Regions from separate parts of the Mus musculus genome. Here all the other regions are linked to region 1. A link is a contact called in public HiChIP or PLAC-seq and promoter capture Hi-C data. All regions are on one chromosome and are shown on one strand. Each heading gives the region's core, a stretch centred on a gene start, on an enhancer-like site or on the middle of the called end of the contact. The rest is flanking DNA. Distances are from core to core; before and after follow the strand shown. Region 1 holds the start of Cdc37 (cell division cycle 37). Region 2 holds the start of Ccdc151 (coiled-coil domain containing 151). Region 3 holds the start of Dock6 (dedicator of cytokinesis 6). Region 4 holds the start of Angptl8 (angiopoietin-like 8). Region 5 holds the start of Zfp426 (zinc finger protein 426). Region 6 holds the start of Ldlr (low density lipoprotein receptor).

Region 1 (4,781 bases), core at 1,590-4,089:
AGCATCCGGCATGTACCAACCCTGACTGAAATATTGCTTTCTGTCCCAGAGCAGGGTTAAGTCAGAGGGCGCTCCGCTTGCAGCAACACCAAGACTAAAGACATGAGTTTAATACCTGGGATCGCCATTGGGGAAGAAGACAACTGACTCCCGGAAGTTGTTTTCTGACTTCAACATGTGCATTCTAGAACTCACCATCTTCCCCATAAATAAATCAATCTAATATTTCTTTCTTTCTCTGGCTATCCTGGTACCCACGAGGTAGACAAGCTGGCTGCCTCCACCTCCCGAGTGTGCCACCACCACCAATGAATGAATGTAATTTCTTAAGTACTGGAGCTGATGAGATGGCTCAGTGGGTAAAGATGCTGGCTACCAAAGCTGGACGACTAAAATTTGATTCACAGGGCCCACAAGGTAAAGAAGAGAACTAACTCTAGTAAATTATCTTAAGACCTTCACATTGTGCACCCTGCCTGGTGTGCGTGCCTAACACAAACACACACACACACACACACACACACACACACACACACCGAACGCACGCTCAGACTTTTTCTTTTTTTGTTTTCTTTTTTTTTTTTGTTGTTTTTTGTTTTGTTTTCTTTTTTTCCCACGGGACAGGGTTTCTCTGTATAGCCCTTGCTGTCCTGGAACTCACTCTGTAGACCAGGCCGGCCTTGAACTCAGAAATCCGCCTGCCTCCGCCTCGCAAGTGCAGGGGTTAAAGGCGTGCGCCACCACTGCCCGGCCAGACTTTTCCTTTAAAGGCCTGAGCTGGGGAGACGGTTTAGTGCCACCAAGCCTGATGAACTGAATTTGATCAGTGGGATTCACATGGTGGAACAAAACTGACTCCAGAAAGTTGTTTTGATGTTCACATGTGTACAAACACATACAAAATTAATAAAATGTCATTTTAAAAACCTCCTTATTTAGCTGAACATGGTGGTGCACACCTTTAATACTAGCACTTGAGAGGCAGAAGCAGGCGGATCTCTGAGTTTGAGGCCAGCCTGGTCTACAAAGCAAGTCCAGGACAGCTGGTTACACTAAGAATCCCTCTCTGGGGGTAGGGTGTTGGGGAGAACAGAAAAAAAACCCTGACTTATTTATTTTATGTGTATTGTGTCTGCATATATGTCGGTGTGAGTATCAACCCTTCTGGAGCTGCAGTTACAGACAAATGTGAGTTGCTATATGGGTGCTGGGAATTGAACCTGGGTCCTTTGAAAGAGCAGCCAGTGCTCTTAACTACTGAGTGGTCGCTTCAGCCCCTAAGATGTAATTTAAAATTTTATTTATTTACTTATTTATTTAGCCAGGTGGTCCTGCTATATGCCTTTAGTCCCAGCATTTAATCTTCAGAGGCAGAGGCAGTCAGAGCTCTGAGTTCTAGGCTATTCTGGTCTATAGAGTGAGTTCCAGGACAGCCAAGGCTACACAGAGTAATTCTGTCTCAAAACAAACAAACAAACAAACAAACAAATAAATATTTTTTAAAATTTAAGGGCAGATCTGGTGTAGTGGGGCACACCTTTAGCCCCAGCACTGGGGAGAAGAGGTAGAAAGATCTGTTAGTTTGAAGTCAGCCTGGTCTACATAGTGAATTCCAAGACAGCCAGAGCTGTCTTATATACAGTGAGACTCTGGTGGGGGTGGGGGTGGGGTGGGAATTAAGGGCAAACATGATTAAAAAAAACAAATTGTATATTAATGTTTTGTCTGCAAGTATATCTGTCCACCACATGCATGCCTGGTGTAGTCAAAGGCCAAATGGGGACATAATATATATATCCTGGGTTGGACTTACAGATGGGTGTGAGTGGCCATGTAGGTGTTGGGAACAGAATCCGGGTGCTCTGGAAGACCAGCCAGTCTCCAAACTATTGAGCCAACTTTCCAGCCTCAATTTTGACTTTTTTTTTTCCATTTTTTATTAGGTATTTAGCTCATTTACATTTCCAATGCTATACCAAAAGTCCCCCATACCCACCCACCCCCACTCCCCTACCCACCCACTCCCCCTTTTTGGCCCTGGCGTTCCCCTGTACTGGGGCATATAAAGTTTGCGTGTCCAATGGGCCTCTCTTTCCAGTGATGGCCGACTAGGCCATCTTTTGATACATATGCAGCTAGAATCAAGAGCTCCGGGGTACTGGTTAGTTCATAATGTTGTTCCACCTATAGGGTTGCAGATCCCTTTAGCTCCTTGGGTACTTTCTCTAGCTCCTCTATTGGGAGCCCTGTGATCCATCCATTAGCTGGCTGTGAGCATCCACTTCTGTGTTTGCTAGGCCCCGGCATAGTCTCACAAGAGACAGCTACATCTGGGTCCTTTCGATAAAATCTTGCTAGTGTATGCAATGTTGACTTTTTTTTTTTAGAGTGTTGTTTGTATAACAACCCTGACCGTCCCTAAAATTACTCTGTAGGCTAGGCTGGCCTCGATCCGCCGGCCTCTGCCTCCGGAGTACTGGCATAGCGCCACTACCGCCCAGCCAATTTTGACTTTTTGACAGTGTCAATATGTAGCCCTGGCTGGACTAGAACTCCTGGAGAGCCACCTGCTTTTGCCTCTAGCGTACTTGGATTACCGTGGGCCACCACGCCCAACGCGACTAACCTTTTGTTTCTAAAGGATGGTCAGTCTGGTTTCGGCGGGAACTTCCAGAAGGCCTCACCACATACTCCTGGCCCTTTAAAGAAGACCTCCGGTTGCCAATGCCGCCGACTCCCGTTGCTAAGGACGTAACGTCCCGCGCCGACGCTGGGGCGGGGCCGTCCTGCGCGGCGCCCTGGGCGGAAGCGGAAGGGGCGGGGCTCGCCGAGCGGACTCTCTAGCCCTTGTGGGTCCCTGTTCAGCGCCCGGCCGTGTGGAGCCCCGGGAGCCAGTCCGGGCCTCCGAAGCGAAGATGGTGGACTACAGCGTTTGGGATCACATCGAGGTGTCGGACGATGAGGACGAGACGCACCCCAACATAGACACTGCCAGCCTCTTCCGCTGGCGGCACCAGGTGGGGCTGTGCGCGCTCATCCCCTTCCCCCCCACTCCCGGGACCCCCCGCTCTAGAGTTCTGACCTCTTCCCCAGGCCACCTGGCGTGGGGGCGGGGGAGACCTTAGTTATTGACATCTGGAGCCGCCTGCTCCACAATCTAGACTTTTCTCTTTCTTTTCTTTTCTTTTTCTTTTTTTTTTTTTTTGAAACAAAATTTCACTGTGTAACCTTCCCTGGCCTAGAACTTGCTGTGTAGAACAGGCTGGTTTCTAACTCACAGTGATCCTCCTGCCTCTGCCTTCCCAGTACTGGGATTAGAGACATGTGCCTTCATGCAGGGCCGGACTTTTTAATTCCATCCCAGGACTCCTGGCTTCTTCACCGTAATTCTTGACCTGTATCTCCAGGCGTTCTCTCTGTGCTATGGTTCTCTTCTGTTTGTAAGTTTATTTATTGTGTGTGTTCCCGTGTGCACGTGGCACAGCATGCCTATGGTGATCACAGGATAACTTGTAGAAGTTGGGCCTCTCTTTTCACCATGTTGGAACTGGCTGTGGAACTCCAGTCGCCCCACGTTGCCACAAGCACCTTTACACTCTGAGCCATTTTATCAGTTGGTAATACTTTAGTCAGAGTCTTGCCTCTCCCCATCCCCAAGCTGACCCTTGTGTGTAGGGTCCCCACTATCCTGTGCAGAACCTTCTGTTCTTCCTCAGAGTCTGGACCCCAGGTTCTGTTAGGTGATCTCATAGCCCAGCCACGCACCCACTTCATATTGCACGTCTCCCTTCTGCCTCTCCTCACTACTTAGAGTCTGGAGCCACAAAACTTCTGACTATGGCATCTATTTCCCAGGATCTTAGGCATGAATTTCTATTAAAGGCCCAGAGACGACCCCCTCCCCCCCCAACTTCCAAACTAAATGAGCCCTTAATTTAACTGTCAATCTTAGCTTGCAGCTGGGATTCCCCAGTCCAGGATCCCTTTCCCTGGGTTATAGACTTGAGTCCCACATGGGACATACCTGTAGAGCCCCCTTATCCTCTGTATTTGACCTCCATCTCCACTCTTGCCCATCATTCAGTTCCAGTGGCTCTCCTTATTCTCACCTCCTGTAGACTCTTATTTCCTGTTACTCCAGGAAACCCCACCCACCTAACTTCCTGTTAGAACCTCTGCTCCTTCTAGTATAGTAAGTAGACCCTCTCCTTCCCACCTTGGCTCCTATATGAACTGTAGCCATCTTTGAAAATTCACCAAACCAGGAGCCAGATGATGATGACACACATTTTTAATCCTAGCTCTCAGGGGGCAGAGGCAGGCAGGCCTGTGAGTTCAAGGCCAACCTGGTCTACAGAGAGTTCTACAGCTAGCTAGGGCTACACAGAGAAACCCTGTCTGGAGGGATGGGGCCGGGAGTCGGGTAGGATAAAGAGAGGGGGGAGGGGAGGAAGAGAAAGAAAAGACAGCTCACCAACCCAGAAAACCAAGCCTGTCCTGTCCTACCTGCCCGTTCCCTCCAGCTTCATCTGTCTCTCTCCAGGGTTCAGAGCATCCTAGTTAACTCTGGACCTCCCAGATAATGTTCCCACATAACCTTACTTTCTGAGCATGGTAGCACACCTGTAAACTCAGGTCTTAGGAGGAGGACGAGGAAGGAGGATCTGGGATTCAGAGTCAGTCCTCGATATAGGGCAAATTCTAGGCTAGCCTGGACTACATGAGACAATATCAAAAACCAAATGGGCTGGAGTTCAGTTGTATGGCATTGCCTTGGGCTC
Region 2 (4,781 bases), core at 1,411-3,910, 850 kb before region 1:
CCAGGCTTCAGACTCACTATGTGAGCCAAGGGTGCTCTTGAGCTGTGATTACAAGCCTTCACCCCCATCTCCCATTTATAAACAGGTAAACAATCTCAACTACCTCAGACCTAGAGGGAACGCTGGTAATGTGGGATCCCAAGGGGCATGGCCATTGGAGTCACAAAAGAATGGAAGGAGCCGTGGGGGCGCACGCTTATAGGAGGTTAAGGAAGGAGGCGCTGACTGGGCCCCCAGAGGAAGAGCCTGTATCTCTAAAGAAACTAGGGAGGAGCTGGAGAGACTTCACTAGCTGATCTTCCTTCCAGAGGACCTGAGTCTGGACTCTAACTCCAGCTCCAGGGGGTCACACGCCCTCCCCTGACCTCAGCAGATGCTACCCCTCTCACACGCACATAACATAAAAGTAAACCTGCCTCCCTAGTGCTGGGCCTGCAGACCTGTGCCGCCACACTCAGTAAGTGACAATCTTAAAAGGCAAAGGCGAGGTGAAAAAGTAAGCGGACAGGGAAGCAGCCTGACTTCCAGGTAGGGGCCCCACCCACCTGCAGGTGTTCTCGCAGACCGTGCCGCTGTTGTACTCGTCTGTGCCATCACAGCAGTCTGAAGCAAAGGTAAGGGCCAAGAGCAGAGTGGGTGAGGTCTCCCCCTGGCTGGCCCGACCTTCCCCAGATCCTGGGAGGACCCGCACTGCACTTACCACATACCCCATCATTGACCCGGCTGGAGAGGATGTACAAGGGCTTGTACCCAGTGTTGGTGCAGTGAAAGCTGCCATTGGGACAAGCAGCTGTGCCTACAGGAAAAAAAAAAAGTTTGATGCGTGTTCCCCACGCCACATTTGTTTGTGGGGGGCTCCAGCAAAGTAAGTGTAACTCGGGTGTGGTGGTGCACGTCTGTAATCCCAGCACTCTGGTGGTGATCACAGGATAACCCGTGGTCCAGGTCATTCTCAGCTACACTGTGTGCTCAAGGCCAGGCTGGGCCACCAGAGACTGTGTCTCCAGAACAAAAATAAACTAAAGCACAACCAAGAAGAAACTGTATCTTCAGGGGCCAGCAACACAATCCTCCAGTATTCCCCAGCTTCTCCGGAGGCCCTTCAAAAAGGCCAGGCAACTCCCCTCCACTCCTCTTTGCCTTCATCAATCCCTAGAAGGCCATTCAGTTTCCCTCCTCCTCCCACTTCTGAGAGGGTCTTCTGTTGGCTCTTCCTGACTCGAAACCTCACCTCCTCCTGAATGCCATTCATGGTTCCTGCAATGACATTTGCTGACTTGGTCATACACCTGGACATTTGTTCCTTTGATAGGGAATGGAAACCAGGACTGGCACCTACAAACACTGCCCCTCAGCTAATCCAAGCCAACAGGGATCTTGTTTCTGTGCCTGCTTCTGCTCACTGAGCAGGAAGCAACAGGAGAGTGAGATCCAAGTTCTTTGGGGCATCTGCGCTTAGCAGGCTCATTTAATGGGCGATGGGCAAATGCAAACGCTCACCAGGCTCATCTGAACCGTCCTTACAGTCGCAGTAGTCGTCGTTCACCTGATCGAATGGGATGGTGGCTGTGCCGTCCAAACAGGTGAAAGGTTTAGATTCTTCATAGAAGTGATGGTCTGGTGAGGGAAACAAGAAGCTCTGCTCAGATCTTAAATAAATATTACCTCTGTCCCACTCACTCACCAGCTGAAATGCTACGGGAAACGGAGGAAAAAGGCTGAAACGCCCCTCCCGATGCACAAAGAAGAGACTCACTGCTGAGGGAAACGCCCCGGGGTCTCTTAACTTCTACAGCCCAACAGAGGGGTAGTAGTAGTAGCAGCAGCAGCAGCATCCCGTCCGGGCCGAGACCGGAAGTGTGTTATGCGGCAGGAAGATACGCGATGGCCTCTCACTGTAGGAAAGAATGAAGAAGCATCTAATCATTGGGAGAAGGCAGCTTACCCAAGACCGGCCTCACCACTGCTTCCGGAAAAGGAGGGCACAATCGGAGTTGGAAGTGCAAGGGCAAGGGGCGTCTCTCCGCCCCGAGCCAGTGGAAGAGTCTCAAAGTGAACTCAAAACCATAGGTCTCTCGGTAAAGAGGTGAAATGGGCAACTCCCGCCAAAGGTTCAAAGGATTTACGATCCCTCCACACCACCCACCCTGCTGCAACCTATAAGAAACTAGGGTGCCTTCCTCCCATCGCTACTTCATCACCTACGCGAGGTAGAGGCAAAGGTCAATAGCCACCACACCAGGTTAGCTCAGCAGCCACGGTTCCTGCAGTAGAATAAGAGAACGGAACGCTCCGGATACGTCACTTCCGTTTTGCTCATCCCTCTTGGCGAACGGCAACTCCGGGACGCCATGTTAGGAGTGGCAAGAGTGCGTGTGCGGGCGCTGAGGCGGCCATCTTGAGTAGGAACATGAAGACCTAACCTTAGAACAGATCGGAAGTGTAGCGCTTAATGGCGGCGTAACGTGCCTCCATCTTGGGAGTGGCGGGTTACTGGCCACTGCCAGCGAACACGCAGGCGTCACGTGACCGCTACGCTCGCGCCTCTCTTTCGCTGGGCCTCTTTGTGGGACCGCCCCTCCGAACCGAGTCAGCCAATAAGAGCAGTGGAGTGTAACGCGGGCGGTTTCCTTGGGAACGTGGGCGGGGGGAGGAAGTTACTTAGCAACCGGGAGATGCTAAGAGGCCCGCAGCCAGGCAGTTAGCAGAAGTGCATTCCCAGAGCCTAGGGAACCAGCGTTTAGGATCCTGGATTATAGAGGCCAACTTGTAGTTATTCTCCTACCCCTTAGAGGCTTCCCGACCTTAACCCGATCACCATGACGTCCCCCCTGTGCTGGGCAGCCGCGACCACCACGGTGACTAGCCCGGAGCAAGCTCCAGCGCCCTCTTCCAAAGCCAAAGGCAGTAAGGTTCACCGAAGCAAGTCTATGGGCCGGGCACAGGCCTGGCCTGCACATCATCCCAAGTCAGCAACCTCCTTCCATGCAATGAAGTCTTCTGTGCACGCACAGGTGCTTGAGTTACAAAGAAAAATCCAACTGTTAGGTAAGTATGGCTGCAGACTGCACCGAAGGATCCGGGATCAACCGTGCCCACCAGGTCTTCTGAGTAGGCGCTATGTGTTTCTCCAGCACGAGTCTATGTGACCAACTTGAAACAAACACTCAAATCTTATCTTTCTTTCCCATTTCTTTGTACTATTACCTCTTCTAATGTGCATATGGGTGAGTGAAAAGCACAGATTCTAGAGTTTGTTTTTCTTTATTTATTGTTCTGTTTTGCGTTTCTGTGGGCAGAGTGCAGTACTCTCAGATGCCAGGAGAAGGCATTGGATCCCTTGGAGCTAGAGTTACAGGTGTTTATGAGCTGACCAATGTGGGTGCTTGAGACTAACAACCTTCCTCGCTCTGCAGGAGCAGCAAATGTCCTTAACCACTGAGCCATTATCCCTCCCACCCAAATTTTATTTATTTATTAAATTATTTTTGAGAGTTAGCCTCATGTGGCCCAGGCTAGCTTGAACTCAAAGGAGACCTAGCTCCACCTTTTTGGGTGATTGGCATGTGCCACCATGCGGGCATCATGCGGTGCTGAGGCTGGAACCCAGGGCTCTATTCATGCTACTCAAGCACTTTGCTGAGTTATATCTTCAGCCCAAAGAGAGTTTGTTTCTCTGGGGTCTGAATCCTTGCTCTGCATAAAAGTTGTTTGATCTTGGGGAACTTAGAGTCATCTAATTGTACTCAGTTTTTCCACCTGTAAAATGGGCATAGTAACTGCACAGGTAGTACTTGACATTCATAAAATGCTCATATAGTGCATTGTTAAGTAGTAGAAAGTAAAAACTAGTGGCTTCCCTGGAGGGGGAGGAGATAATGCTGCCCTTCCCAGAGACTATTTAGCAATGTCTGCAGACTTTTTTATCATTTTGCTGAATGCAGGAGGGTACTACTCCAGTTTATTAGGCATAGGCGAGGAGAAGGCTTTACATGTTATTAGGCCTAATACAGCCCCCACAGCAAAGAATTATCAAGACCAAATATTGCTTATGCCACAGTTTGGAAAAGCCTACTGTGATTTTGCTCATATTATTAAGAAGAAATCTTAAACCTGATAGTGGTGACATACGTCTTTTTTCTCAGTACTCAGCATGCAGGAGGCAGAGGCAGGCAGATCTCTGAGTTCAAGGCCAACCTTGTCTATAGAGTGAGTTCCAGGACAGCTAGGGCTACAAAGAGAAACCCTGTCTCAAAAAAAAAATGAAAATAAATAAATACATAAAAAATAAAAATACTGTAAATTAGACATGGTGGCCCATGTCTGTATTGAACACTTGGGAGGCTACGGTTGGATGATTGGCATTCGTTTGAGGACAGTATTGAGTATCTAGTGAGTTAAAAGCTAACCTGGGCTACAGAGTAAGACTCTGTCTGAAAAAAAAGAAAGAGAGGAAAGAGAGGAAAGAACAAGGAAATGTAGGTCGGCAAGATGTCTCATCAAATGAGGACATTGCTACCAAGCCTGATGACCTGAGTTTAGTCTCCTGGGACCTTGAATTTCTGATCCTCCTGCCTTTACCTTTCTCATGCTAAGAGAAAAAGGTATGATCAAGCATGCTACCTGATTTATAGGATGCTAGAGATTGATATTTTTATCCCATAATAAAAGAAAGTTAGGGGCTGGAGAGACAATGTTGTTGGTTCTGTTTGTTTGTTTGGAGACAAGGTCTCTGAAGGTAGCCTTGGCTGCCCTGGAACTTGATTTGTAGGCTTGGCTGG
Region 3 (4,781 bases), core at 1,555-4,054, 700 kb before region 1:
CTTAAACTCCAGATCCTCCTGCTTCCTCCTACCAAGTGCTGGAGTTAGATGTGTGTGTCCTGCCACGCCCAGCAGAAGGTCTCCAACCCCTCTTTTCTCACACAGACAGTGAACTAGCCTACAAGGCAGCGGACCCACCCCCTTCTTACCTCCCTGTCAGCCCCATCTACATCCAGTCCTGATCATGTCTCCCAGAAGGAAGCAAGGTAGTCTCCTCTGCCCAGGTGTACCAGCCCTACCTACACCTCATCATGTGGAGGCCAAAGTCTCTCCAATCTGAGCAGCTGCAGGAGCACCCCTACCCCGCCCAGCTGAGTCAGACATGGCAGTGCCATGCAGAGGTGTGGCCTTGACAATCGGGTCTGGCAGGGACCTGGGTGGTGCTGGGCACGATCTTAACCCGAAGGGATCTTTGAAACCACCCTTTCTGAAACCAGCGCCACTCTGAAAGTCCCCTGGCTGGGGTTAGGCTCCTATTAGCTTCTCCAGGGAATCAGGGCTCTGGAGGCCTGCTCCCCCTACACAGATTCATGCGTTGTGCTGTGACTCACCAGAAGCCCTCACTGAGCAGAAGAGAAAAATCAAGGCTCCGAGAGGTTGAGAAATTGATCTATAGGTCACACAGCCAGGCCTGGATTGGAACCCAACATCTTTCTTTTGGGGGTGTGCATCAAGCTCTTTGTGTCCAATTTTTAATCTGACACAGATACATTGAGTCCAGACCTTAACTCTGATATGGATACATTTTAAATCTGACATGGATACATTATGTAAGTAGGGCAAGTCTTGGGGTTTCTCAAGTAAAAGAGAGCATGCTAGCTAGCACTCACAAGCAGAGGGTAGGGGATGAACCCACAGTCAGTGAAAGGTCCTGGAATAAGCGTAGGCCACATCCTAGTGTTTCAAAGGAATATTTAGGGGTCGGAAGCAGGAGGACAGTTGGGCTGAAGTCCAAGAGGGAGGCTATGAGGACAGAGTGGTAACAGGGCAGTTTATGCAAGGCCTGGAGGGATGGACTATGACCCAAGTGAGGTGGGCCACGGAGGCTCTGCACAAGGAAGGATAGGTGAGACACAGATGCCGCCAAGACAGTGCACAATGGAAGCATCAGGAAGGATCCAGCTCCATGTTCCCTACCTGGCCTCAGAGGAAGAGGCAGGGACCTGAGTAACACTGAGTGTGGCCCAGCACAGTCGTGGGTGGAGTTATATTCTGCATCTCCCAGGCAGAAGCCACTGGACCACGCTGAGTAGGTGCGTGGGCTCCTGACAGCTGTGTACACAGATCAAGAGCAGATGGATACCTAGGGGGTTCCCCTACCATCTAGGTCTCCTTCCTGTGCCTTCAGAAGCTGATACAGATTTGCTGGGCAACTGGGGCAAGTCACCCTGCCCTCTGGCTCCAATTTCATCCTCTGTAGATGGGGCTCCTGCTAGCATCCATCCATAGGTGGGATAACGAGCAGCACTCAAAAAAGCTCTGAGGCAGACATGTCCTGTGCTGCACAGCTGCCTACCCTACCAAGACTGTTTTGACCGTGACTGCTCAGAGGGCTGAAGCTACTCAGGAGAAGGTGTGGAGGCAGCAGACAATTGGCATATCCAAAGATGAGCCAGGACTGAAAAAATTCTAGGAAACTGTTATTGGGAAAGGAGCTGTTGGGAAGATATTTAAGGCCACAAATTAATGAAGACATCCTACAACTTCAGGTAATCAGAAACTTCCGGACTGGCTCGCTCAGGTATCGATACTGGCTTTCTGAGTCACACCTCCTAGAGTGACACCCCTGAGCTTAGCTGGACTCATCCACCTCTCTACTGCAACCCAGAGACTGGCAGGAAGTCCCTTGAGCACCTTTTGAGGCCTACTATGTAAAAGCCTCCACACTGCTAGGCTTCAGTTAACCCACTTGTCAGTAGTGGAAAACAACAGTTCTTCCCACCTATGTCCATTGAGCGACTATAAACAAAACCTTAGTAATTATTGTGTGACATTGATGTTGTTTTTTAGGCAGCGTGCCTCCGGGACTAGTGAGGACCTAACTTTTTTGTTTGTTTGTTTGTTTTGTTTTGTGTTGTTTTTTCGAGACAGGGTTTCTCTGTGTAGCCCTGGCTGTCTTGGAACTCACTCTGTAGACCAGGCTGGCCTCGAACTCAGAAATTAGCCTGCCTCTGCCTCCTAAGTGCTGGGATTAAAGGCATGAGCCACCACTGCCCGGCTGACCTAACAGGTTTTGATGTTCCGTATTTTTTCTTCCCAGCCCAACAGAAGACTCAGTTTCCCCATCTTGACCCCAGTGGGAGGGGAACACTCCCTTCCATGCCCTGCCCCTGCTCCACACCCACCCCATGCCCTGCTCTGCCTGGTCCCCAGCTCCCTAGCCCATCGCAGAGATGAGCCACTCACAACGTCCCGCCCATCAAGGACCGTCCCTCATAAGCCACGCCCACAAAGATCCTCATCTCTCCAGCCTTGTCCCGGTCCCTATCCTAGAGCAGCGACATCCCAGATCACAGCCTGCTCCATCCTCCTGTCAGCGCTGTCTCCTCCCCATCCCCAGTATTTCTGTCCCACTCTCAATGCTGGCCCCACGGCATCCCAGAAAAGGCTCCGCCCTATCTAGGGAAAGCCCCGCCCCCTCCAGAGAAGGCTCCTCCCCATCCTAGAGTTGGCCCGGCCTCGCCACCACGCCCCGAGAAGACCCCGCGTCATTCCCGTCTTGGTTCCGCGGCTGGGGCGGGTCGAAGTGCAGGCCCCGCCCCATCAGCACAGGCCCCGCCTCTCCCGCGCGCCTGCTCCGCCCAGCCCGGCTGCCCAGACTCGGGAGGCTGCGGCGGGACGCGGGGCGTCATGGCGGCCTCGGAGCGCCGCGCCTTCGCTCACAAGATCAACAGGTAGTGAGAGCGGCCGCGGTCACGGCCACTCTGGGCGGGACGGGCGAGTGCTGGAGATGGCGGGCAGCGGGGGCGTGCCGGGCTCCCCGAGGACTTCCCGGAGGAGGAAGCGCATCCCGGGTCCGTGCGGGCCGGGCTCCGAGAGTGCTAGGCTGCATTCGGACCCTCTTGCCGTCCTTCCCTTCACCAGCCTGGGGAAATTCGCACCCCTCCCCCGCCCAGGGTCCCGGGACCCAGCTGTCTGGAGCTGGGGACAGCTGGGGATAGCCCCTCAGTCTCCTGCCCCAGCCTCTCCCAGCACCGGCTGGGCGTGGGAGGGGGCCGAGGGGGCTGGGGACTGAACCAGCTGGTGGGCAGACAGGGGAGGGACAGGCAACAGATGCTGGGGGATCCCCTTCCATGGACACTGGATTGTGAGAGAGGCTCAAATCTGGGGTAGGTTAGAAATCATCCCAGGTAAATCATCCCAGGTATCCGATCCTCTGGAGACCTGTCTGACCACCTTAGGTGAGAGAAGCCACTCTGTGGGTCCCACCCTGATGGAGACACAAGAAAGTTGCCCCATTCTTGGATTTCGCTCTGGTGGGACAAACATAGATGTGTCCGTGGTATGGTGTGGATGCATAAGACAGGAAAGGGAGGATAGGGTCTCAATGGTAGGCCAGGTAGAGTTAAGCACAGACCTAAAGGAGCGAAGGAAGAGATCTGCCCATCATCCAGGAAAGAAGCAAATGCAAAGGCCCTGGGGCCACAGAGGGACCAATAGGAATAGATTTTATAGGGCCTACGCCTTGTAGGCCAGAAGGACTTTGACTGTGACCCCAAGTGAAGTGAGAGCCACAGAGAGTTCTGGATAGAGGAGGGTTGTGATCTGGGGCAGAGCAGTTGGGCAGTTTTCTGTTTGTTGTCTTGCCTCCTAAGTCCTTATGCCTTTAGCTCAGGTGGGAAAGATGTGCAGAATGATCCTGGGCCTTGATGTAGTGAGGGAGCCCAAGATTTCCCAAGCAGCCTGGTAGATAAATAGATGCTTCTGCACATTCACCTACCTATTGAGTTCTCCCACAACCCCAGATGAACCTGCAACTGAATGGAGTCTTGGTTTTACTTTGTTGTGTTTTGTTAGTCTGGGATGGGGTCACGTAGCCCATGCTGACCTCAGATGCACTATGTAGCCAAGACCGGCCATGAACTCCTGGCCCCCCCTGCCACACTCAGTTTCCATGGTAACCACATCTACAGCACCTTGCTTTTGTGTTTGCTTTATTTTGAGAAAGGTTCTCACCCTATCCTAGCATTCACTTACTGTGTGTACATGTGTATACCACTCTCGTTGTGTGTGTGTGTGTGTGTGTGTGTGTGACAGGATGCTTGTAGGAAGGAGCCTTTTCTTTCCACTTGGTTTCCTGGGATTATACTCAGGAGGCTCAGCAGCAAGTTGCTCCTGAGCCATCTTGCCAGCCTCCCTCTATTTTCATTTTTGAGGCAGGCTCACTCAACTGGGATCTGGAGCTCCAGATAAACTGGTCAGGGAACTGGCCCTGGGGATCCTCTTGTCTCTGCTCCCTGTTATATGAGTTCTGAGTCTGGCTTTTTTTTCTTTTTAAAGTTTTGCTTATTTTATGTATGTACACTATCTTCAGACACATCAGAAGAGGATATTTGATCCCATTACAGATGGTTGTGAGCCACCATGTGGTTGCTGGGAATTGAACCTAGGACCTCTGGAAGATCAGTCAGTGCTCTAAACCAAACCGCTGGAGCCATCTCTCCAGCCCCTGTGTCTGGCTTGTCATCTTCCCTGTTATAACGATAGGCCCAGTAACCCTTGCCAGCCTGGGAGGAGCACCACAGTTGCTACAGTGTCTCTTGTTGCACTTGCAGCCTGAT
Region 4 (4,781 bases), core at 736-3,235, 690 kb before region 1:
TCTGTACCTTTGCAGTGTTGAGATGCTACGTCCGTGGCTGTGGTTCTGTAATTGAAACCCAGGACTGTGCGTGCTGGGCAAGTGAGGTCCGATAAGCCCCCGCCCAGGATGCCCCATGCTTGCAGAAACAGATGTGGACACTGTTCATAGATTGCCTCTGTTCTCTTTTATTGTGGGGTGTGTGGGCATAAGGGGGCTCGTGTCTTTTTCCAGCCCTCCTCCACAGGGCTCTGTCTTCTGCCTTCCATCCCGCCTGCTTGCTTCTGTCTCCGCTCTGCCAGGAAGCGGGGTGCACTGGCCAGGTCCAGCTGATGGGCAGCCGGCTCTGTCAGCCCTGTTCATGGGCCTGGTGGAGCGCTTCAGTGTTCCTTGCAGCACAACTGGTCCTCGGTGGCATCCAGGTAGTCTCAGGCTGGGAGGGCTGCTGTGTGGAGTCTAGGGAGGGAGGTAGAGCCCCGTCAAGGCCAGTGCTTCGGGGAGGTGCCCTTCAGTGGACCTAGGCAACTTCCACTGCTACCCCAGAGTAATCCCACCAGGCTCACCTCTGCTGGATCTGTCGCAGCCACTGTTGCTGCTCTGCCATCTCCCGCTGCTGTCGCTGCACGTGGCCAGTGAGAGCCCATAAGAGGTGGCTCTGCTTATCAGCTCGAGCCTGTGGGGTAGTATATAAACCTTAGCTGGGAGATCTGGGTCACCTCCCATCTCCTGACCACTGCAAGTTTCTCTGTTACCATCCATGGGGCCCAGCAAATGTCCAAGACCCTCTGGCCTCAGTTTCCCTGTTTGTAAAGTATATCTAAAATGGGACTTGCTCTGTATAGTTTGTAGATGCACATCAAACAATATTGATTGGTTTCTTGATACATAGCACCAGGACTGCGTGGGTCCTGGGAATCCATCTCAGGTCATGGGCTTGGCAGCCTTTACCTGCTGAACTAACTACCTTGTTGGTCCCTTACTCATTCATTCATTTACATATTTTGAGACAGGGCTTCATGTACCCCAAGCTTAACCCGGATGTCTACCTAGCCAGAAATCACCTTGGACTCCACACACACACACACCCACACACACCCACACACACACACACACACACACACACACACACCTGCCTTTATTCCCAGTGCTAGGATTGTTCTTTCTCTTGTTCTCTTTGAGACAAGGTATCACCATGTAGTCAGCTGGCCTAACTTTGTAGCCAAGGCTGCCTTTAACCTTCTATTTCTCCTGCCCCTGCCTCTGGAGTTCTAGAACCACAGCTGTGCCTGCTTCTTGCCCTTACTTGCAAAGGTCACTTCCAGAAGGTCACTGAGGCTGGAACCCCATATACAACTGGAGGGTCCTCTAGCCCAGGATTCAGTGGTGGCCTCTTTCTGAGAAGCAGGCTATACCCCTCTCAGACCTGGGAGTCCCTTACCTTTAAGGTCTCAAATTCTTGGTGGGCTTGACCGAGCCAGGCGCCTCTCAGCTGCACTTGTAGTCTCCGTACAGTGTCCCGCAGAGCCTGCTGGGCCCGGGCCACTTCCCCCAGTGATCGGGCTGTGGCTTCAGCTCGAAGGTGTAAAGCGTCCTCTTCCACCTGCTCAAGGATGGTGTGTCATCAGGGTATGTTTCCTCTGTTCTGGGTTTACCATTTCCTCAGACTCTTACCTGCCACCAACACCCAGCTCCAGTGCTCACCTGAATCTCCGACAGGCTGGTGCGAAGCTCCTGTGTGGCATCCTGGCCCTGCCTGACTTCTGTCCCCAGGAATTCCAGTGCTCTGTCATAGAGGCCCAGGCTGTGCCCAGCTTCTGTCAGGCGAGCCTCTGTGGCTCTGTACACGCCATTGAGGGCCTGGCCTAGCTGCAGGGCCCCGTGAAAGAGCAGGGTCAGCTCTTCATATTGAGCTGGCTCTGGACCACCCAGAGGGGCCACTGGAGCGGGTCGCACTGCTGATGCTAAGGTCCACAGGAGGCAGAGAGCAAGCACAGCCATGGCTGACAGTTTCGTGGGTGTGGTTCCCGGGCCGCTGCGGCTGCCTTTTATTTCCATAGGCTGCCATTGACCCCCCTGGTCAATGGTTAACCGGCCATGGTTGCACAAGGGCCTGGCGGAGGCTCAGCCATTGCATCAGACTGATGGCTAAGCAGGCCATGCTGATATCACGCTGCTAGAACTCAGGGCCAGCTGTGTGTGGGGGTTGGAGGTAGTGGGCAAGCTCAGACCAGAGCTCTCAGCGCCAGTGTCTGTATGAGCATATCACTGCCTTGAGCCTCAGTTTCCCATCTAAGTGTAGAACGTGGCTCCCTTCACATCCAACACAGCAGGCCCAGTATTGCTGGGCCACCCAAAGGGCCATCCAGGGGCTCCAGCCTTGTCTCCTTCCTGCAGACAGCTAATGCAGGGGTCACTGGGTGTGGCCAATAGCTGTGGAGGAGGGGCGAAAAAGTGACATGACAGACATCCTCCTTCTGAGATCATGGAGCCTGACTCCCCGCATGGTTTATGATCTGTGCTAACTTCGATTTAACTTCCTAGAACACACAGGGCAAGTACTGCAACCCATTTTCTCTACCTAGGCGTCCCACAAGTAGTACTAAGCATTTGTTGAACATCCACTTTGCGCACTCAAAGGAACAGCCTTGCTTCCCTTGCAAATAGAACGTTACACTCTGAGGTTGCGGTAGGAGGAACATGAGTTCAAGGCCAGCCTGGGCTACAGAACTAGATCCTCTCTTATGGCAAGAAAACAAGAGCTGAGGTGATGCTCAGAGGTAGAAGGCTTTCGGGGCACTCAGCATTCCATCGCTAGCACCACAGAAAATGGCCGTGAAGTTAGTCATTCGCGATGAGCTTGACACCGAGAGTCACAGGACTCTGTCACAGAGACCCACTCACTGTTCTGTGTGGAGACTCGCTGTTACTGGTTGTTGGTACAGAGCTTCAGAGGCTGAGCTAGCAGGCCAGATGCCTCCATCACACAGCTTAAGGGGGCCTACAGGGTTGGGGCTTGTGCACTTACAGCTGGGGAGAAGAGGCAAGACCAGGTTCCGGTTCTCTTTGTATCTGAAAGACAGACCCTATAGATAACTCCAGGGAGCCAATAAGGTGGTAGTGTGGGCTGCGGGAGGCCAGTCTGCCACCTGGCTACTGGTGGGACCACCTTATGTTTTTAATTATTTATTTATTGTTGGGGGGCAGGGTTGAACAGAGATGTCCAAAGAGGCCAGAGGCATCAGGTCCCCCTGGAGCTGACTGAAGTGGGTGCTGTGAACTGAACTTGGATCCTCTCAAAGAGCAGTGCGTACCCTTAACTGCTGAGCCACTTCTCCAGACCTCTGGCCCTCGGGGGCTGGAGCCAGGGCTCAGGTGGTAGAGTACTTGCCTAGTGTGCACAAAGCCCTGGGTTCCACCCCCAGTACCTGATATGCCTGTCACCCCAGCACTCTGGAGGTGGAGACAGGAAGTTAAGACCTTAAAGTCCTTCTAGGCTAAATAGCAAACTCAGATCTGCCCTGAGCAAGATGAGACCCTGTCTCGGGTATTAGTTGTTTTGGTTTTGCTGAGAGAAGATTTCCCTATGTAGCTTTGGCTGACCTAGAACTTGCTATGTAGACCAGGATGACCTTGAATTAGAAAAACAAAACAAAAACAAAAACACCTCTGACTCTCAGCACCCATCTGTGCCTGGCCTTGTAGCTCCCTGAATCTAGCTAGATGTGTGCATACAGAGGTTCCACCCACTGTCTGTGTCACCTGGGGTCACAGCCCACCCTGTTTTCCATGCATGTGCTTCATGTCCATCTCTCCCATGACTGTGTGTCACCAGCCCTCTAAAGGGTCCTCCGTCCCTCCACCCCTCCTTTTCCAGGAACCTGCTCTTCGTGTACCCACACAGCCTCAATTTCAGCAGTCGCCAGGGCTCTGTGCGCAACCTGGCTGTGCGGATCCAGTACATGGCCGGTGAAGACCAGAGCCAGGCCTTGCCGGTCAGTGCAGTGACCTTGCCCTGGAGGGACGGGGGATGGAGCAGGGATAGGTTTTCCCCAGTGGGTCCCTCATGTCCCCACTCCCACAGGTCATCTTTGGGAAATCTAGCTGCAGCGAATTCACCCGAGAGGCCTTCACACCAGTGGTCTATCACAACAAGTATGCAGGGCTGGGGGCCGGAGACATGGGCTGAGGGGGTCGGGTGGCCGAGTGTAGGGAGAGTATATGCATGAAGCAGGAAGAGCAGAGGCTTAAGTTTCAGTATGCAGATGAGGTAAGTTGAGGCAGGGAGTCATCCCGTAAGATCCCTTCTTTAGCTGGCCCCCGGACCCTGGCCTTGTCTTACCAGGTCTCCTGAATTCTACGAGGAATTCAAGCTACGACTTCCTGCCTGCGTGACCGAGAACCATCACCTCTTTTTTACCTTCTACCATGTCAGCTGCCAGCCCCGGCCAGGAACAGCCTTGGAGACGCCTGTGGGCTTCACTGTGAGCCACAGTTACCCAGAGCTTCCTCCCTGCCCCATCCCCCAGGTCTGCAGCCACTCCTGACCCTCATTCATTCCTTGCCTTCCCAGTGGATCCCTCTGTTACAACATGGCCGCCTGAGGACTGGTCCCTTCTGCCTGCCCGTGTCCGTGGACCAGCCTCCACCCAGCTACTCGGTCCTGACCCCAGATGTAGGTGCTTGTACCCACAACTGATGCCTCCACTGCCCGCTGACCTCAGCGGCCCCCCTGCCTGCCTCCCCTCAATGCCCTGAGTGCCTTGCTGGCCTCCTGCCACCCCAGCAAGGATGCCTCTGTGGTG
Region 5 (4,781 bases), core at 1,663-4,162, 660 kb after region 1:
AAGCCAAGGCAGGAGGATCACAGATTTAAGGGGAGCCTGAGCCTGGGCTATTTTGTGAGACACTGTCTTAAGAAGACAAAAATAAAAAAATAAGACAAGACAAATGTGCCCAGGGAGGAGTTGGGGCCTGGTAAATAATCTGGGAGGGAAAAAAATTTTGTCTTGAAATACTTAACTTTCCAATATAGTTTTTATTTCATTGACTCTGGCAGGTATGTACATGGTTATATATTTTAATTTTCTTTTTGTATCCTTGGTTAAAAAAAATTTGGGGGGGAGGTGCTAGGATTCAAAGTGGGGGCTTTACACATGCTATAACCCAGGTGTAGATGTGTCTTTTATATATACTTTAGTTAGAGTTTTAAAACTCTGATTACTTGAAAATTCCTGATTAACAATTCTTTTAGACCATTATGTATAATGCAACTAGTAACAAAATTGGAATTTTAGCAACTTTTTTCTTCTGTATTTGTTGCATGTACCTTTTCTGTAATGTTTTCACTGAAAATTTTACCCAGTGCTTGAAATTTATGTACTCCATTTACTATTTAGTTGCTATTCTAAAACATTAAATCCAGTTTTAAAATAAAGTGTGTTAATGTTGTTTCTTTCTGAGTGGACTAGACAGTTTGCATACAGGTTGCCATCATTAATCTCCTGAGCATCACAAAGTCAGAGACCCAGAAGCAAGTGCACTACTACACTGACATTGAAGAAATTCAAAGTAGCAGAATTAATGTCATAGAGGATTTGCTAAGGAGACATTAAATCATACAAAGTAGGATTTAGCTGAAGGAGTGCTGTTCCTCAATACCCCAAAGTAGTGTGCTACTCAGGCCTATTAGAGATAAATCCATGGTGCTAGGATGTAAATGTCTGTTCACTAGGATTGAACAACCATTAGTCCAGTCCCCAAAGAACATATCTCTAACATGCAGCTCAAGGGCACAGATCACTTTCACAATGGATGTTGAGTCCTGGTGTGCCATAATGTTCTCAGTTTTTTTGTTTAAGATTTATTTATTATATGTAAGTACACTGTAGCTGTCTTCAGACACCCCAGAAGAGGGCGTCAGATCTCATTACGGATTGTTGTGAGCAACCGTGTGGTTGCTGGAATTTGAACTCAAGACCTTCGGAAGAGCAGTGTACTGGCTAGTTTTGTGTCAACTTGACACAGGCTGGAGTTATCACAGAGAAAGGAGCTTCAGTTGGGGAAATGCCTCCATGAGATCCACTTGTAAGGCATTTTCTCAATTAGTGATCAAGGGGGAAAGGCCCCTTGTGGGTGGTGCCATCTCTGGGCTGATAGTCTTGGGTTCTATAAGAAAGCAAGCTGAGCAAGCCAGTGGAAGCAAGCCAGTAAGAAACATCCCTCCATGGCCTCTGCATCAGCTCCTGCTTCCTGACCTGCTTGAGTTCCAGTCCAGTGTGGAATTGTAAGCTGAAACCCTTCCCTCCCCAACTTGCTTCTTGGTCATGATGTTTGTGCAGGAATAGAAACCCTGACACTAAGACAAGCAGTTAGTGCTCTTAACCGCTGAACCATCTCTCCAGCCCACACCCCAGTTCCTTTCTTTAAAAAAAATTTTTTTTTTTTTTTGCCAGCTGGGCAACATGACCCTGGGTCAGATCTATTTGAAAAGAACAACACTGGTGTACTTAAATAATCTTGGCAATATTTTTGTGTAAATAACCCATCTGACCAAGTGGCTAGACTTGTAGTCTCCTGTCTCTTAAATTGTTCAAAGTCTAATCAGGGGCTGGGACCTAGAGGTTTTAAGGATGAGTGTGTGTAAAATGCCTAACTCTAAGGTATATATAATTACATTTGAGGTCAACTCATATTTGGCCATGTGCTTTAGTAAAGAGCTTTTCCTTGAGCTCTAAGTGTGCAGTAAGAAAGTCTGCCTTTTCACTGAGAAGTCATACTGGCATATTGTTTCTGAAGCAACGCAAGCCCCTGGTTGAGCAAGTTCATGGCAGAGAGGGTAAATGGGTCTCTTGACAAACTGATCTTGCATCCTGTAATAGATCAGGGCCATAAATGCTTTTACTTTCGTCAGAAAGTGATTATAGCTTCATTTCTCTTTGACTCGCATTGACCAACAGATGTCAGCAGAATTCAGCCTAGTAACATTACAGTTTTCAGCCTCTCAACTGTTGCGTGGTTAAACTGGCTCTTCATTCATGTTATTAGGGACCATCAGTAACCAGGAGTGTCGAATCTGAGTGACTGGGCATTTTTCCTGTGACTTGAGATGACAAAAACCCGGATTTGAGCTTACTGTTTGCTTAGGGCATTCAATAGAACCGGGGACTTGGGAAAACAGTTGCTGGGAAAGATGCAGATACGCGGTTAAGACGAGTTCAAGACCCACCCAGTAACTACTTCAGGATTCTCAGTCAGAAACCCAGTTATTTCCATTGGGCTCCTGAGGCTGGTGGAATGGGCTTAGGTAGGGTAAATCTGTTGAAGCACCCTTTATGGTCGCAGCCTACGAAATACAATTTCAACATCTTGAGAGGTCTAGATGATTACGGAAGCGAGACTGCCTTCTGTTTCCTACTGGACTAGGGTGCACTAGAAAGCAAGGGTTCTAAGAATGCAGCGATGGCAGGCAAAAAAATTTCCTGAGCGGACGCTGGGTACCCACAAGAAACCCTGTGGTTAAAGGACTTACTGGTCCTGGCACCACCGTTGCCCGGCTCACAGCCTGGATTCTAATTCTGTCTTGTCCTGGAGACCAGCGTCGGCCTCCAGCTCCCGCGGTGAAGCCCTTACAGCCCCTCCGCCCTGACACTGCGGAGAAACTAGAAATCTGACAGGAATTCAACCGAGGTAGACTCCCGGGCCTGGCTCTGCAGCAGACCGAGCGCGAGCGGAAGTGACGTCATGCCCGCGCCCGTCTCTTCCGGCTCTTATCTGCACTGAAGAGTTGCGGAGTTGCCTGGCATTCGTGAGTTCTGCGGTACAAGGACTACCTGGAGGCGGAGGGGGAGATAGAGAACGAGAGTGCAGAGCTCTGCTCCGCTTGCCACGGCGCCTCCGGGCGCGGCCAAGCCTGAGTCCTCTCTGGCTGTCAGTCGCCAGGCTGGGGAAGTGCCCAGAGGGCGGGCCTGGCGATGGCTGCGGCTACGATGCTGCTCTTCAAAAGCCGCCCAAGCAAATTCTGTGCGAAAGGCTCTTTTATTTTTCTCCTCAGAAATGAAATTTTGCCGGAGTAGTTGGAGTGATCAGCGCCATACACCTTGCGATTTCAGCGCCTCTGGTGAGCACTCAGTGAAAGGTCGCTTTTGGAAAAAGCCGTATTCCCTTTTAAAAAAATATTAGAGACGAATGTCGGGGTGAGAACTTAATTCATATTGTTAGATTGTACTTTATTTAGTGAGTGCGTGTTTTATTTTGACCATTAGTTTCAGATACAGAGACAAATTTCTTAGTTACTTCGAATGTACGTCTTTCTTGAGAGAATATAAACATTGGTAGACCTCCAGCCCATTCATAAAAACCTAGCGGGCAAGCCTTTACTCACGGCACACAGGTGGCAAAAGGATTTCTGTGAGTTCTTGGCTAGTCTGGTGTACAAAATGAGTTCCAGGCCAACCAGTGCTACGTGGTGAAATACTGTATTTATTAAAAAACAAACAAGCAAAAACCTAACAAACAATAATAGTGAGCTTTTTTCCACCTCCAAAGTTCCTAGGCCTGTGTTTGTTTCCTCATCCCTTTATCTCTCTGTGCTAGTGGTCCATTCAGGGCCTTGTGCGTGATACACATACTTTTCTCTTCGTTCTTAGATCTGTTCATCACTAAACTGCTTGGAGCTCACAGAAGAAATGTGGAAAGCTAGATTATTAAAAATCATAGAATTAACTATTAAGAAGATTGATAAATTAGTGTTCTCTCCCCAACAATCCCCCCCCCCCCATTTCTCTTTTTAAAAAAAACTTAGACGTACTAGCATATTTGATGGTCCAGTATCTGTTATGCTGCAGTCACCTCTTGCAGCAGTCCGTGTCTACTCTTTCCCCAGCAAGATATATTGTATGGTGACTTGTTTGCTAAGATGTAAACTGAAAATAAAGGGCAACATGGTAGCACATAGCAGTGATCTCAGGAGTTGGAGCAATAGGAACATGATTTCTTTTCTTTTCTTTCTTTCTTTTTTTAGATTTATTTATTTTATATATGTGACCACACTGTCACTGTCTTCAGACACACCAGAAGAGGGCATCAGATCTCATTGTAGATGGTTGTGAGCCACCATGTGGTTGCTGGGATATGAACTCAGGACCTCTGGAAAAGCAGCCAGTGCTCTTAACCACTGAGCCATCTCTCCAGCCCCAGAACATGATTTCTATGCCAGGATAGTTACATAGTTTCAGGCCAGTCCAGTCTGCATAGTTATACCCCTATCTCCGAATAAACAATAATAGATACAACACTTGACTGTTAAATACTTGGTAATGTACCACCTAGATTAGGACATTGTCTTACTGAAAGCAAAATATTATTAGATTCAATCAAGAAAATTAAAGAATAGAGTTATTTGGGTATTCAGCTCAGTTGATAGAGTGTTTGTGTGTTATCCACAGACCCCTAGGTTCAGTTCCTAGTACCACATAAACTGAGTGCAGTAGCTCACTTGATTTTGATCCCAGCTCTCTGCGGATAGAAGCTGGAGCATTAGGAGTTCAGGGTCAGCCTCGGTCACATAGTAGGTTGTAGGCCAGCCTGAACCACATGATCTTGTCTTTACAAAAGAAAAGAAGGAAAT
Region 6 (4,781 bases), core at 1,696-4,195, 570 kb before region 1:
TCCTGCCGTCTCCATGGGGTTGATCAACTCCACTCTTAGCAACCAAAGCTCATTTGCTCCACATGCCCAGAGGGTGCAGATGCTGCTGATATAATTAAAGCAGAGGGAGAGGAGCGCCAAAAGCCAAGCAACCGAAGAGGCCAGAGCCTTATCTGGAGCAATCGGGGAGATAAGAGCCCTGAGTGCTCAGAGCCAGGAGCACTGCCCGCCAGGTTTGTAAGCTCAGAGATGCTCAAGTGAGAGGTTCTCAGAGCTGAGGAGTCAGAAGCAGGGCTAGCCTGAGCTGTACGCTGAGAACCTACAGAAAAAAAAAAAAAACCAGAAAGAAAGGAAAACTATGAGAGAGAGAGAGAGACACTGGCACAGATGAATTGCCAGCCTGGACTACATAGAGAATTCCAATTGCAGGACAGCCTGGGCTTCAGAGGGAGATACCCCAAAAAGAAATGAAAAGAACAAGAGAAAAAAATCCAACCTTATCCAGTGTTTTACCAATTTTACTCAGCAAGAAATGCAACAGAGACAAATGAATGCGCCCATGGCATGCTAACAGTGCTTGCAAACCCGTACTCCTCCCGTGTTAGACAGACCTGTGGCTTATCTGACACCCCTCACACCGACTGCTGGCTCTGCGTTTGTGTGTGTGTAGCCAGAGGTCCGAGTTGAATGGCTTCCTCAGCCTTCCTCCTTCTCTCACTGAGCCCAGATCGCACCCTCAAGCCCTGGGACCCTCTGAGCGCCGTCATTTCAGGCTGCCCCACGTCACTAACTGAGCCACCGCCCCAGCCCCCAGATCTGCTCTTGAGCAACCCGAAGATAATGTGTGCATGTCGAATCTTTTCCTTCCTTCCTTCCTTTCTTTTTTTTTTTTTTTTTTGGTTTTTCTAAACAGGGTTTCTCTGTATAGCCCTGGCTGTCCTGGAACTCATTTTGTAGACCAGGCTCCAGGCTGGCCTCGAACTCAGAAATCTGCCTGCCTCTGCCTCCCAAGTGCTGGGATTAAAGGCATGCGCCACCACCACCCGACTAGTGCATGGCGAATCTTAAAACAGACAAATCGTCCAGTTAACACATGTAACCCTAACATAGAGCAAGCTGTAGTCACCGTCGTTGCTATGAGCATGAGAGTCTGGGGAGACCAGCACCGGGGCCCTTGGCCTTCCGGTGAGATGGGAAACCTCAGCTCTTGCTCAAGACTTTATAAAATGGTTTTCTTTCTTTCTTCTTGTTAAAGAAGGCAATGATGGGTGAAACGCAAGCTGAGCAGGGTATCTGGTCTAGCCTTGTCTACAATTATAACAGGATAGCTAAGTGTTTGTCTCAGTGTTCAACCTCTCCCCTCTCCCTCTCTCTTAGTCCAGGGTTCACTGTATAGCCCTGCCTGCCCTGGAAATCACAGGAATCCACCTGCCTCTGCCTTCCAGGTGCTGAGACTACAGGTGTGCCCCAGGATGCCCAGCTCAGCCAGGCTGTCTCAAGGAAGCATCCCCAGGGATTGTCCAGTTGACAGCTACTCACAGCTAACTGAAGGGCACTCCTGCCAAGCTCCTGTGGGGTCAGAACCGAAGCTGGTTCTGAGGAGGAAAAAGCAATTAAAATGTTCTTGGCCAGCCAGGCTGACTGCAAGAAAAGCAGTAACCCAGGCATTCATGGACCCTGGTTCTATCCATGGTGTCCCCAAATCCAGGCATGGTGGCACATGCCTGTCATCCCAACACTCCCGAGCTGAGGCAGGAGAATTAGGGGCTAGAGACTACACAGTGACTTATAGGCCAGCCTAGGCTACATGAGACCCTGTCTATAAAGTGAGGGAGAGGTGGAGCACTTTTCCCAGTGCTGCAAAGAAGTTGTTGGTGAGATTGTAACACCATCTCCCTTCCTGTCCAAATTCCAACGCCTCTCCTAAAACTAAAGTCCACTTTATGGATCTGTCCAATCCTACACGTTCAGAGAGTGGGAACGAACCAGGCCTGCAAAAGTCTTTGCCAGGTCCCTGGCCCTCCCTGCCTGATGGTCTCAGCTACGGGTGTCTGGGTTGCCTGAGGCACATCTGCACCAAACCAGGGAAGTAGGGACAAGGTAGGGACTGAAGGCTCACAAGGAGGACCCAGCCGGCCCGGATGTGTAGCCCCACCCCACCCGGGAGGGTCGTGCAAGCCACGCCCCTGAACATCATCCTCTTCCTCCATTGGGCGAGGGGAGTGGCTCGAGGCTCGCCTGTTCCGGCTGCACCCAATAGGAGCTCGGGGGTGCGGTGGGAGGTGGGGTTAGGGCGGAGTTTTGGGGCACGCGGCAGTAGCCGGGTTTGAGTGCAGTGTGGAGACCCCCAAGTCCTGTAACTACGACTAGCGACCCCAAAGTTGAACAGCTGGGCCTGGGTCTCCCCAGCCCTTAAAACGAATGATGGGACCCCTCCTCTTGGATTCCCTCACACATAGCTCTGAAAGACACCTCTGACTTGGGAGAGCACCCACCGGACTCCCCAAACCCACTCTGACCCCCTACAGCTCTGGCACCCTATTTCCAAAACACTTCCCTCCAGCCACGTGGGAAGGACATCACATCAAGTTCGCACGAATGGTTGTATTTCTCGACCAAAAATAAAACCACTCGGGGCTCTCCGAGTTCAGGACGGCTGCCCCTGACCCCGGGCAGGCTCCTGGCGCAAAGCCTTACCTGCAACTCCGGCAGCAGCCAGGAGCAGGGCGATGACCCAGCGACGCATCAGATCCGCGGTGCTCATCCTTAGCTTCTGCGTTGCGTCCTCACTCGGATCACAGACCCCGAAATGTTCCCGCTGCAAACACTGGATCGCGGGCCCCACGGTGTCTCGGCTGCGAATCTGGGCTCGCAAGCCTCACGGTGTCCCGGCTGCAAACTACGCCGCACGCCCAGAGTCATTCCCAGTACTAGGGGCGAGGTTTCCAGGCGGGGGAGGAGTCTGCAATGGGGTGATTTTCAAAAATCTTCACCTCACTGAGCGGGGAGGAGCTTGGAACGGCCGATGTGACATCGTCTCTTTTAACCCCTGAAGCTCCCGCAGCAGTGGGAAGTTCCTCAAATTCCTCCCACAGAATTTCACCGCTTCCCGGACACTTAGCCGCCCGCGTTGCTGTTTGAGTGTTCAAGGGACGACCCACGCCCTTCCACACCCTGGGTCGCCTTCTGACGCTTTCCTTTCCACCTCCAAAGCAAAACAGAAGTATGCGAAGCCCCCTCCCACCCCCGACCCCTACACTTCTTGCAGCAAGTTTGCTTTCCTGTCTAGGAATGGGCACATAGATTTCTGACCCAAGTACAGTTGCAGGTTTTATCTGGATCCGTCCATAAACACAAACACTCAGCGAGAAATGTATATAAAACGCGGCGGCGTGTGCGGGTGAGCGAGTTGGCTCAGTGGGTGAGGGTGCAAGCCTGAAGACCTGAGTTTGATCCCAGGGATCCACATACTGGAAGGAGAGAGAACCAGAACCAACTCCAGCAAATTGTCCTCTAACTTCCACACACACTCCCCTGTACTAATTAATTAATTAGAAAGAAGAAACATTACTTGGTTTGGGGGGTAGGACCCAGTAGTTAGAATAATTATAATTATTAATGGAAGAATTCCATAGCAAGATATGGTAACACTGAAACTAGGAAGAAGGCAGGCAGATCTCTGTGAGCAAAGTCCAAACTGGTCTGGACAGCAAGTTCCAGACTAGCCTGGGCTACACAGATTCTGTTTCCTCCTCCTCTTCTTTCCTTCTTTCTTTCTTTTCTTTCCTTTTCTTCTTTTGTTTTGTTTCTGTTTCTGTTTGTTTTGTTTTTCAAGACAAGGTTTCTCTGTGTAGCCCTGGTTGTCCTGGACTCTGTAGACCAGGCTGGCCTAGAACTCAGAGATCTGCCTGCCTCTAACTCCTGAGTGCTGGGATTAAATGTTGAGTGTTTACTACCACCCCACTACCACCTGTCAAGAGACCCTGTTTCAAAGCTAAAGTTGAAATTATTTTAAATAATTCATCTGAGAATCAATGGGTTCCTTCCTGTGTTGACAGAAATGTTGATTTTTGGTTTATTTCCTTAGGCACCTGCTGGTACCGCTTTATCCTGTTACAAGGAGTTGAACACACAGAAGGGCATCTCTTCCCTCGAAGCAAAACCAACCACATGTGGCCTTTTTCCCCTCTTGACACTGGATGGCTAAACCAGAAGGCTGTCTGCCATGGATAGAGAAGTTTTGATGAATCAAAGGCTTAGGGATTTTCTAAAAGGGACTCAGATTCTGTCCCTGCCTAGCTCCCTGCAGAACAAACCAGGGCTAGTGTGTTGGCTTAGTGCATGCAGCCAGGACTGACCTGATGTGAGTTCAAATCCGAGGACCCACATGAGAGGAGAGAACTCGTCCCTGTGACCTGCACATTCATATTGTGATGTGTCACAGGCAGTAATAAAAAAGTAAATAATACATAATGCAAAACAAACTACCAGAAGCTGAACCGTGAGACAGGAGAGAGAACGGGACACACTGCATTGGGTTGGTAGGGTACCTGGCTTCGTCCCCAGCATCACGTAAACCAAGCCTGTTGTCACAATCTGTGGTCTCAGCACTCCCCGAGGGAGGCAGGAGGACCATGAGGATAGCCTCAGCTACACAGATAGTAGAAGCCAGAAGACAGAAAGGTGTAAAAAGCTGCTTTTGTGAGTTGATTTCTCTCGGTTTTTGTTTGTTTGTTTGTTTGTTTGTTTTTGAGACAGGGTCTCTCTATTACATGGCTCTGGCTGTCCTGGAACCCACTATG

Evidence for each region. Promoter capture Hi-C pulls out the DNA fragments that hold promoters and counts their contacts. HiChIP or PLAC-seq counts read pairs in DNA pulled down with a chosen protein or histone mark.
Region 2: a promoter capture Hi-C map of liver shows a contact between it and region 1, with 4 times the contacts expected there. The contact joins the promoter of Ccdc151 here to the promoter of Cdc37 in region 1. A contact is called at or near these places in 3 of 39 promoter capture datasets (liver and pre-B cells) and 1 of 9 other capture datasets (liver).
Region 3: a contact with region 1 is called in an HNF4G HiChIP or PLAC-seq map of pancreatic cancer cells. The contact joins the promoter of Dock6 here to the promoter of Cdc37 in region 1. A contact is called at or near these places in 3 of 39 promoter capture datasets (liver and pre-B cells), 1 of 115 datasets of contacts at active chromatin or transcription factors (pancreatic cancer cells) and 1 of 9 other capture datasets (adipose tissue).
Region 4: a promoter capture Hi-C map of liver shows a contact between it and region 1, with 4 times the contacts expected there. The contact joins the promoter of Angptl8 here to the promoter of Cdc37 in region 1. A contact is called at or near these places in 3 of 39 promoter capture datasets (liver and pre-B cells).
Region 5: a promoter capture Hi-C map of erythroid cells shows a contact between it and region 1, with 6 times the contacts expected there. The contact joins the promoter of Zfp426 here to the promoter of Cdc37 in region 1. A contact is called at or near these places in 5 of 39 promoter capture datasets (3T3-L1-derived adipocytes, erythroid cells, liver and 2 more).
Region 6: a contact with region 1 is called in a promoter capture Hi-C map of erythroid cells, with 6 times the contacts expected there. The contact joins the promoter of Ldlr here to the promoter of Cdc37 in region 1. A contact is called at or near these places in 1 of 39 promoter capture datasets (erythroid cells) and 2 of 115 datasets of contacts at active chromatin or transcription factors (bone marrow-derived dendritic cells and pancreatic cancer cells).

Annotation. Positions count from the first base shown.
Region 1 is chr9:21,147,992-21,152,772 of GRCm38.p6, reverse strand. It overlaps Cdc37 (cell division cycle 37), which reads left to right and starts at 2,839. Exons shown (of 8, transcript NM_001378796.1): 1 at 2,839-3,017. The coding sequence starts at 2,916. Gm35977 (a long non-coding RNA gene) reads right to left here and starts at 2,805. Exons shown (of 4, transcript XR_870568.3): 1 at 2,627-2,805; 2 at 1-40.
Region 2 is chr9:22,000,513-22,005,293 of GRCm38.p6, reverse strand. It overlaps Ccdc151 (coiled-coil domain containing 151), which reads left to right and starts at 2,660. Exons shown (of 13, transcript NM_029939.3): 1 at 2,660-3,048. The coding sequence starts at 2,820. Prkcsh (protein kinase C substrate 80K-H) reads right to left here and starts at 2,306. Exons shown (of 18, transcript NM_008925.2): 1 at 2,206-2,306; 2 at 1,757-1,895; 3 at 1,501-1,617; 4 at 701-796; 5 at 546-603. The coding sequence starts at 1,835.
Region 3 is chr9:21,850,658-21,855,438 of GRCm38.p6, reverse strand. It overlaps Dock6 (dedicator of cytokinesis 6), which reads left to right and starts at 2,804. Exons shown (of 50, transcript NM_177030.3): 1 at 2,804-2,894. The coding sequence starts at 2,851.
Region 4 is chr9:21,832,714-21,837,494 of GRCm38.p6, reverse strand. Angptl8 (angiopoietin-like 8) reads right to left here and starts at 1,985. Exons shown (of 4, transcript NM_001080940.1): 1 at 1,681-1,985; 2 at 1,418-1,579; 3 at 543-652; 4 at 148-435. The coding sequence starts at 1,977. The coding sequence ends at 408. It overlaps Dock6 (dedicator of cytokinesis 6), which reads left to right. Exons shown (of 50, transcript NM_177030.3): 15 at 3,854-3,971; 16 at 4,061-4,131; 17 at 4,322-4,460; 18 at 4,550-4,651.
Region 5 is chr9:20,490,877-20,495,657 of GRCm38.p6, reverse strand. Zfp426 (zinc finger protein 426) reads left to right here and starts at 2,912. Exons shown (of 9, transcript NM_001110309.1): 1 at 2,912-2,960; 2 at 3,207-3,272. It overlaps Zfp266 (zinc finger protein 266), which reads left to right. Exons shown (of 9, transcript NM_001082485.1): 9 at 1-590.
Region 6 is chr9:21,721,740-21,726,520 of GRCm38.p6, reverse strand. It overlaps Ldlr (low density lipoprotein receptor), which reads right to left and starts at 2,945. Exons shown (of 18, transcript NM_010700.3): 1 at 2,677-2,945. The coding sequence starts at 2,743. It overlaps Gm26511 (a long non-coding RNA gene), which reads left to right and starts at 3,165. Exons shown (of 4, transcript XR_001779098.2): 1 at 3,165-4,680.